Regions from separate parts of the Mus musculus genome. Here regions 1 and 2 are each linked to region 3. Evidence: chromatin contacts called from public Hi-C and Micro-C data. All regions are on one chromosome and are shown on one strand. Each heading gives the region's core, a stretch centred on a gene start, on an enhancer-like site or on the middle of the called end of the contact. The rest is flanking DNA. Distances are from core to core; before and after follow the strand shown.

Evidence for each region. A called contact is a pair of places that touch in the nucleus more often than the background predicts.
Region 1: a contact with region 3 is called in a Micro-C map of the G1E-ER4 cell line, with 2.7 times the contacts expected there. The contact joins the enhancer-like site here to the promoter of Trim44 in region 3. A contact is called at or near these places in 1 of 39 promoter capture datasets (macrophages), 1 of 15 datasets of contacts at CTCF or cohesin (CD8 T cells), 6 of 484 Hi-C or Micro-C datasets (CD8 T cells, the G1E-ER4 cell line, liver and 2 more), 5 of 115 datasets of contacts at active chromatin or transcription factors (CD8 T cells, the SCID.adh cell line, cardiomyocytes and 2 more) and 3 of 9 other capture datasets (adipose tissue, liver and pancreatic islet).
Region 2: a Hi-C map of B cells shows a contact between it and region 3, with 1.4 times the contacts expected there. The contact joins the enhancer-like site here to the promoter of Trim44 in region 3. A contact is called at or near these places in 4 of 484 Hi-C or Micro-C datasets (B cells, the G1E-ER4 cell line, liver and 1 more), 3 of 115 datasets of contacts at active chromatin or transcription factors (a beta-TC-6 cell line, cardiomyocytes and embryonic stem cells) and 3 of 9 other capture datasets (adipose tissue, liver and pancreatic islet).

The regions. Positions count from the first base shown.
Region 1 is chr2:102,361,325-102,364,024 of GRCm38.p6, forward strand. All of the region lies in intron 2 of Trim44 (tripartite motif-containing 44), which reads right to left. Among named protein-coding and RNA genes, the nearest start is that of Gm52521, 3.6 kb to the right of the region's middle. Within about 2 kb of position 1,392, at least 10 of the 459 cell types and tissues checked have an H3K27ac peak or open chromatin away from gene starts, as enhancers often do. A contact at or near this core is called in the G1E-ER4 cell line and adipose tissue, where this site is marked.
Region 2 is chr2:102,340,225-102,342,924 of GRCm38.p6, forward strand. All of the region lies in intron 4 of Trim44 (tripartite motif-containing 44), which reads right to left. Among named protein-coding and RNA genes, the nearest start is that of Gm52521, 25 kb to the right of the region's middle. Within about 2 kb of position 1,392, at least 13 of the 459 cell types and tissues checked have an H3K27ac peak or open chromatin away from gene starts, as enhancers often do. A contact at or near this core is called in B cells, where this site is marked.
Region 3 is chr2:102,399,523-102,402,424 of GRCm38.p6, forward strand. It overlaps Trim44 (tripartite motif-containing 44), which reads right to left and starts at 1,378. Exons shown (of 5, transcript NM_020267.2): 1 at 491-1,378. The coding sequence starts at 1,162.

The sequences.
Region 1 (2,700 bases), core at 142-2,641, 38 kb before region 3:
CATAATCTTCTATCTGGTTACAGCTGCATTAGGGTGCAATGTTAATACTTAAACACAGCATTGTTTATAATTTGGAAACATTGGTGGTTATTTGTGTATGGTCAGAAAACAACAGTGAATATCTACAGGCAACCTTGTTTTATAGGTTAATAAGAGAAGCGCTGGGGAAGAACAGTCATAATGTCAAGTTTGGTCCAGTAACACATGTTTTCTGCTATAATATCTGTCTCTATTGATCACTTTTGAACTGCTCAAGGTCCTTCTAGATAATTTATTTGAGGCAGGTCTCTTCGTAGACCTGGCTGTTCTAGAACTCAAAGAAATCTGCCTGCTTCTACCTCCTGAGTGCTGGGATTAAAGGCATGCGCCATCACATCTAGCAATGGAGTTCTAGCATCTAGCAATTTTTACTGAGTTATTTCCATATTTAATAGGACAGTTCTCTTAAGGTCCCTTACCAGGATAAAGATTTTACATCTTAAAGATGTTAAATCTTATCCCATGACATATTATTATGTGCTTGTATTTAATATTTCTTAGCTAGACTAGATCCAAGAGGTATGTACACTGACACAGACACTTTACATACACATATTTGAACACATAAAATCTTGAATTAAGAAGCTTGTATTCAGCCAGGCGTTGTGGCTCACCCCTTTATTCCCAGTACTCAGGAGGTAGAGGCAGGCAGATTTCTGAGTTTGAGGCCAGCCTGGTCTACAAAGTGAGTTCCAGGAAAGCCAGGGCTACACAGAGAAGCCCTGTCTCAAAAAACCGAAAAAAAAAAAAAAAAAAAAAGAAAAGAAAAGAAAAGAAAAAAAGAAGCTTGTATTCAAAAACAATATCCACTCAAAGTATCTGACATGAACTAGAAGCTATTAACGCCTTGCTAGCTGAACTATAGAAGAGTAAGGTTTTATTTCCTTTTACTAATTAGAGAAGACATATTAAAAAGAACAATAATAATAATATATATGGCTTAATAAAGATGTACTCCTAAATAAATAAATATGTATTCCAGAGAAGTAGGCCTCTTTCAATGTCAAGATCACACAAGTCCATGTTTTCATATATGACTGAAAAAGCTTGTTTATGAATTAAACAACAAAGCATTTCTTAGGCTGGGAAAATTACCAAGCAGTTTAGAAACACAGCAGATGTGAACTCTGAACTACATTCCATCATCAACATTCTTAGTAAAGCCATTCCCATAACCTAGTTTTAAGCCTGACTTTCTTGGGTTTTGCACTGGGATGTTGAGAACATCTGAGAAGACGTTAAGTACAGTGATGTTTCAAGTCTTCGTGTAGGGATACAGCCCAGTAATAGAGTGCTTGTCTCTAATAAGCAGCATTACACAGCTGGTAACAACAGTAAAGCCAAAGATTCAGCTCTAGTCATCCTGTTCCAAAAGCAGTGACAACCGCTCCATGCCACATTCTACCCTGAAAACCCACAGGAGGAAGGTCAGAGACGCTGAATGTTAAGTCAGCCTTGCCTTTCACAACTGAACAACTAGCTGACTTTGACTGTCAATAAACATTTTAGAGACTCATTTTTTTCTTACAAAAAATAAACCCCAAATATAGTTTTCTTTTAAAATGATATAACTGTATAAACTGAAACCAATCCAGATTTGTCTCTGAACACATTTGATACCCAAATAAGCAGCTTCCCTCTTCAGGGGAATGGAGTACAAATCAGCAGTTGTGGTGACACGGCACAAATAAGAAGTATAGAAACCACAGAAGAACCTTTTCCTATGCTAATGCTGCCCATCAGTACCACCCATCTCTCCTAGCTTTAACCAAACTTTATCAAGACATGTAATACATGCAGCCCTTTCTTCCCCACCATTAAGGAATACATTAGTCACCAATTTCATATTGCTTCCCACTGAACTGTCTATAGAATTGGAGCTATGCCCTTAGTCTGAATTCTTTCACAATTGTGACACTTCTCTAGCTCCCTCATTACCAACTTCATCTTGGCAATGCCACACATTATTCACACATCACTATGATTGAGAGTTTTCAACCCTGCACCACTGGCATTCAGAGGTAGTAATTCCTTGCTGTTGGGAGATGCTAAGGCATTGTATGATGGCCAGCAGTATCCTCCCTACCTCAGCTGTGGCAATCAAGTGTCTGGACATTGCTGCAAGTAATGAGAAGCACTAGACTCTGCTTTAGCAATTTCATCCCATCTTTGGAATGCAATTATCACAACCTTGGAGAAGGCCCTTTACGCCTGGATTTTCTCTCCAGGCAACCCATCTTAGTGTTCCTCTTGACGCATGACCCTCTCTATCTGGGTACTTTTCTAGTACTTAAAGCCTCACACTTCAAGCTGAATCACCACTAACTCCTCCTTACCATGCCTACGTTTTGCACACACACACCCCAGTCTTTCTTGTGTTAAGGACTATCAGAAGCTCGATGTGTGTATTTCTTCAGTTAGCCATCACACTAGGTACCTCACTGTGAGGAAGCTATCATTTTATTTAGTTTACAGATGAAGAAACTGAGGTAAGGAAAGAAATTAACTCTGCCCCAAGTAAATGGCTGGAGTTCAAATTTGCATAGTCTGAGTACATAATTTGCCTTCTATCTATCTTATTTTTCCATAAAACGCTGATGTGCCCTCCCACCTCTGTTCAAAGTAAGGGCATTTAGGCAGGCATCCAGGATACTCGCACTA
Region 2 (2,700 bases), core at 142-2,641, 59 kb before region 3:
TTGGCACTGCTGGGCAGCAGTGTGTGGCCTACTGAAGAATGGCCTTGAAAAGCCATCAGAGTCTAGCTCTGATATTTTGACTTCTAGCCACTTTTACTATCTACCACTTTCCACGATGTACTGTCTTATCACAGGTCCAAGGACTAAATACTCAATGATCATGGATTAAAATTTCTGAAACTACATAGGAGGAAAAAATAATTTTCTTCATATATAAGTTAGAGGAAATAGACTAAAGTGACCTTCTGAGAACTGTGAATGTGAATTCTCTAGGCTTTCACATGGGCCACAAACTATTTATGTCAGGTACTTTGTTGCAGCAATGGAAAACCGCCTACGAAAAGCTAACTTGGTAAAGGTACAGTAACTTGGTAAAGGTACCGTAGGGAGGCTGGTATTTAAATAGAAGTAAGAGTACACAGGTTACATGGCTTGACCAAGGCCACACCGTTGGTCACAGGAACAAGAGAAGAGGTAGGTCAATGCTCTTGTTCTCACTCCTTCCAAACAAACTTCCTGTTTGATCATATAAGCAGTATGGCTCGCATTCACAATCTCAACAGGCGATTTATGATTGAATAACAGCCAACTTTGAAGATGAAAATTCTACAGAAGTTCCCTGTATAGTTGATATTATTAAAAAGTCATTTTTCTCTTAGTTTAAAGAGAAAAAAAAAATCTCAAAAAACAAAAACAAAACAAAACACCCAAAAGCAAATCAAAATTTAATCCTGATCTTGCTCCTTTTTCTCCAAGCACAAGAGTTTAAGGGTCTTTTTCTCTCTCTCACTGCCTCCCACAAAACGATCGCTTTCACACCAGTAGATCATACTGCCACCCCTCTCCTCAAGTACATATTACTTCTCAGCAGGCTTCAACAGGGGTAGAGAAGGAGACAATCTGTGAGGCAGGGAACACAGATCTCCCATAATAGTACAGAGAAGACAGAAAATTGCGGCTGAAAGTGTAAATTGCTTTTTTGCTTGAAGAAGAAATAATCATTCTGGGTTTCAAAGAGACTGTCTTACAAGATGACTCCACAGTAGTTAATATTCATATTCTATATATTAAAACTTTTGCTCTACCAAACCCACTGAGGATCCTTGCCAGCCATGGCTATGTATCATGATTTGAAGGATAGTCAATACACAGCAAGCAACAAGCAACTATCCTGTGATGTTAAACAAAGGTTTGCTTAGCTCCCTAGAGAATCTTCTTGGTGTTGGTGCTTAGGAGATATTGTGTGGTAGGTATTGTGTGAGGATTAAACAGATAGGTTTGGAGACAGTAGCTAAGGAGAAATCACTTTCAGAAAACAGGCTAGAGCAATTACACGTCAGCGAGTCACAATGCAGGATAGAGGAAGTAGACCAAGGTGAGTCTCTGGGGACTGTGGGAGAAGTCTCTAGGCTTTCACACAGGGTCACAAATTTACCTCCTGCAGATAGTCCAAATGAACCCTGAAAACAGATCATACTCATTTCCTAATTCTGCTGCTGCTGCTGCTGCTGCTGCTGCTGCTACTGCTACTACTACCACCTATCCTAAGTCCTCATACTACATCATAGGTCATGAGGTTAAATGAAAATGTACATAAAACACCTTGGACATTAAATCTTTAGTGCAGAGTAGCTACAATTACTACTGTTGTTAATTTGCTAGACAATTATACAGTAAGACTTGGTGAGGAACAGTCATAAACAAAAGCACAATATCTGGCTAACTCCTATTGAACAGCCCAGAAAGTCAAAGCTCAAGAGCAAGGAGACTCTAGGATATAGGATTTCTGTTATTCCTTTCACAATAGAGGACAACTGAATATGGGACCTAGACTCCTAGCCATTCTTTGTGCAGGGAGAAGTACATTTCCTTTACACATCAAACCCTCATTTAATCTCTCAGCAACACAGAAAACTTTGGAACAAAATTCTCTTCAGCTTGTTGAAATTGTAAAGTGTACATCACAAATGCAAGAAATTCTAGATCAAAGGCAGTCTGCCCTGAAGTGGTAATTGGAATAGACTGAGCCAAATGGTAATTCAACACAAATAAGCTGAATGGAACCAACATGCATGGATTTAAAGGTTAAGAAGAAAATATGAATCCTTTCCCCTCTTTTTGCCAATTTAGAACATGCTCTCAAGTGCACACAATACTGAAAATGATTTTGTCAAGTCATGGTCCAAGAGGATCCTGCTGACATCCATTGCAGCCTGGTTTGAGGTAGACAGCCTGACATCTTAGTTACTAGTAAAGAAACTACATGCTTTGTCAAAATGACATTAAAGTATCCCTAGTTAAACTTGAAAGCCAGGCTCTCATACTTCTCTGCAAGCATCCTCACACTTTTCTAATCAATGTGACTTCGGAATGTGGCCATAACAAAATGGAAATGTTCAGCCTAATCAAGCTCTGTCAGGACAGAAATTCCATGTGCTAAGCCATGGAACCTTCCTATTATTTCTGCTAAGCTCTTGTGTTTTAGCATCGTCTTGTTGAACTCTCTTTGGCAGAAAGAAGGTCTAGAGCTGTGACTGTCCTTGATTTCAAGGAGCTAGAGAATAAAGGGGCAAAGTGCCGTGGAAAATCTGGAGTCCAAATCAAATGCCTGTGCAAAATGGTGAAAATGTGGTTAGTAATTAGAGAAAACACTGATTCAGGAGCCTATCATTACAAGTCTTGTGCTATAGCTTAGACACA
Region 3 (2,902 bases), core at 128-2,627:
TCTCAAACAACAAGGAACCTAAGACAACTCAAGACACACACCACAACACCTGTACCGCCACTTTCCGAGTCTTCTACTAGAGGAACCAGCTCCTTGGTTTTGTCAAAATCACCGTTTCTTTCTCATGTTTTCCAAGTGGGCTGAGTTACCATAGCAAGAGCCCTAAGTCAAAACACTTATCCTAACAACGGTGATCATGTATAGAAATGGGCCTAAATGGCGTCACAGTTCTCAAGGAATGGCCTATCTGAATTCCAGGGAGAAGTAATTTGCAAACTGTCAGAAACTATACTCAAGATTTTCTGTGTTCTTGTATGTTCACAGATGAGAACTGACAACTTGACAATTTCAACCAAAATGGTAGACTAGGCACGGCTTCCAACATGGCGACTCGTCTTGTTGATACATGAAAATGAATGTGGTCACAGCTAGGCTATCTGAAATCGGGGATCCTGTTCCCCTTAGACATGTCTGAATGCCCGATACTCACTCTCAGTTCTTCGAAGGCTTCGTCCAGCGTGGACAGCTGGTGGCCCCGGTGAGCCCCAATGACTGGACACAGGACACAGATGAGCTGCCTATCTTCCTGACAATAGGTGCTCAAATCCAGCCCATGGTCTGGACACTTCCTCTTGGCCACTCTCTCCGCTTCCATCTCTATTTCGGGGTCAAATTCGCTTTCTGCCTCAGTTTCTCCTTCTGCCTCTGATTCCCCTTCTTGGTTGTCTTCCTCCGCCTCGCTCTCCTGCTCATCCTCCATCTCTTCCTCGCTGTCTTCTTCACTCTCCTCGTCACTCTCATCCTCACTGTCTTCCTCGGTCTCGCTCTCTTCTTCCGACTCACTGTCTACCTCCGTCTCGCTCTCTTCTTCCCCGACCTCGCTCTCTACCTCCCCCTCGGCCTCCCCTTTGGCCTCGCCGTCTTCGGGGAGCGCGTCGTCTCCCCCGCTGGCCGGCGGAGTCCAGGCCTGGGCGCCATGGACGTAGGCAGCCAGGCGGTGGCTGAGGAACTTCTGGCGATGCGCGTCGGCGTGGCGGCGGCAGTAGCAGAAGCCGCAGTCGCGGCACACCTCCTCCGCCCCGGGCGCCTCGTCGGGTTCGCACTCGTCACACGTGCCGTCGGGAGGCAGCTCCTCGCAGGCCGCGCCCACTCCGGAGGCCATGTGGCTGCAGGGACGAGGCCGAGGCCTAGCGGCTGGCGTGCTCTCCGCCTTCAGCGCGGAGCGCCTTCCTCACGCAGGCCCGCTTACCCCCGGGGTCTGGCCGGCCGCCCCGCCTGGGCCGCGCCGCTGCGCTGCGCCGCGCCGCGTCTGCAGCTGCTGAGGCCTGAGGGCCCGGCCAGCCGTCAGCGCTGGGCCTGGCGCCCGCTCGGTCTCTTCGCCGCGCGCCGCGCCCGCGCCCCGTCCCTCGCGCGCCACTTCCGGCGCGGCAGCCTGCGCCCCGTCGGCCCCTGCGCCGCGCAACCCGGCCTCCGTTGCCCGGCAAGATCGCGGCCGCCGCGGGCCCACGCCGCCCCGGTTCCACTTTACCCACGCCGTCAGCGGCCTCCTTTCACTTCCTGAGTCACTTAAAGCGGCAAGGACCCTTTTCTGCGTTTTCCCGCGGGGCTGAGCATCCCCCCCGGAAGGAGAAGCTCGAGCGCAATCTCTCCTCGCAGAGCAGGGCGACGGGCCCCGCCTCTCCCACGCCCTCCCTGGAGGTGTCAACCTGACCGAAAACCACTAGCCTGCGGTCCCTGCGGACTTATGTCACTCTGGAGACACTGTCCCCGCCCCATCACAGCCCCCGGATTTTCAAGGGGCCAAGGCCCCAAGGCTCTTTATCACACCGAACCTGCCCGCCTGGGATTTCCATAAAGCCCCCAAAAGGGCTGTGTGTGTTCTTCTAGGCTACTGAGGTCTCAGTCTGACTGAGCAAACACGCAACATTTTTGATCCAAAGCAATACTGTGCCTTGTGTGTTTGCAAAGTCTATTTGCATCCCGGCCTCCTAGGGGTTCAGAATCTCTGAGTAATAGCTGTGTCAGGTGAAGGGAGGTGAGGGGGATCATAGTTTTGAAGTGAGATGCCAACTCCCAGTCACTAACTGGTCACTCTAGATTCCAAGCCGACACCAAGAGAAAGGAAAGCGGTTGATACACATTAAACAATGTTAAAGTGCCCCAGACCGTGCTAGATCTTCTTGTGGTGTTTTCAAAGCCTGATTTTAGAACTTTATCCACTAGAGTCCCCAAATCCTAAGGCCACCACTTAGGTTTGGTAATCATGGACAAATTACTTCATCTTTCTGTTTTAAAAACCACCCCCCCCCAAAGACAACAACAACAAACAAACAAAAAACACCAAACTCTGTAAAATAGAAATAATAGCAATATCTCCTTCGTGGGGATTTGTGGATTAAATGTAAAGGAGTCTGTACAGAAGTGATCAGTAAGCTTTATTAATTTTAGCATAATTTATAATGCTGACAATGACACTTCAAAGGTCATTTCATACCTTAAACATAAGACATTTTTGGTGGGCTGCTGGTAATGTAGCCATCCCCTTCTCTACCATCTATGGTTGTCTCTCCAGTAACAGAAAAAAAAATGTATTTGAGAGAGAAAGGAGGACATTTTGCTCTAGTGGGGCAGAGGAAAGTGGATTACAGAATGGAAAATAGCTAGGCATGTGATGCACACTCTCAAGCACTTGCGAGGCAGAGACCAGTGGGTCTCTTAGTTGGAGGCTAGTACCTTCGACTTAGGGGTTCCAAGACAGCCAAGGAAACATAGATTCTATCTTTGAGAGGAGTGGGGGTGGGGAGAAGGGAAGGAGAAAGAGATGAATGGTCTGATTTCTTTAAATAAGAGTGCTAGGATTTCCAGATCTCCACAAAAACATCAAGGAATGTAGATTAATTGA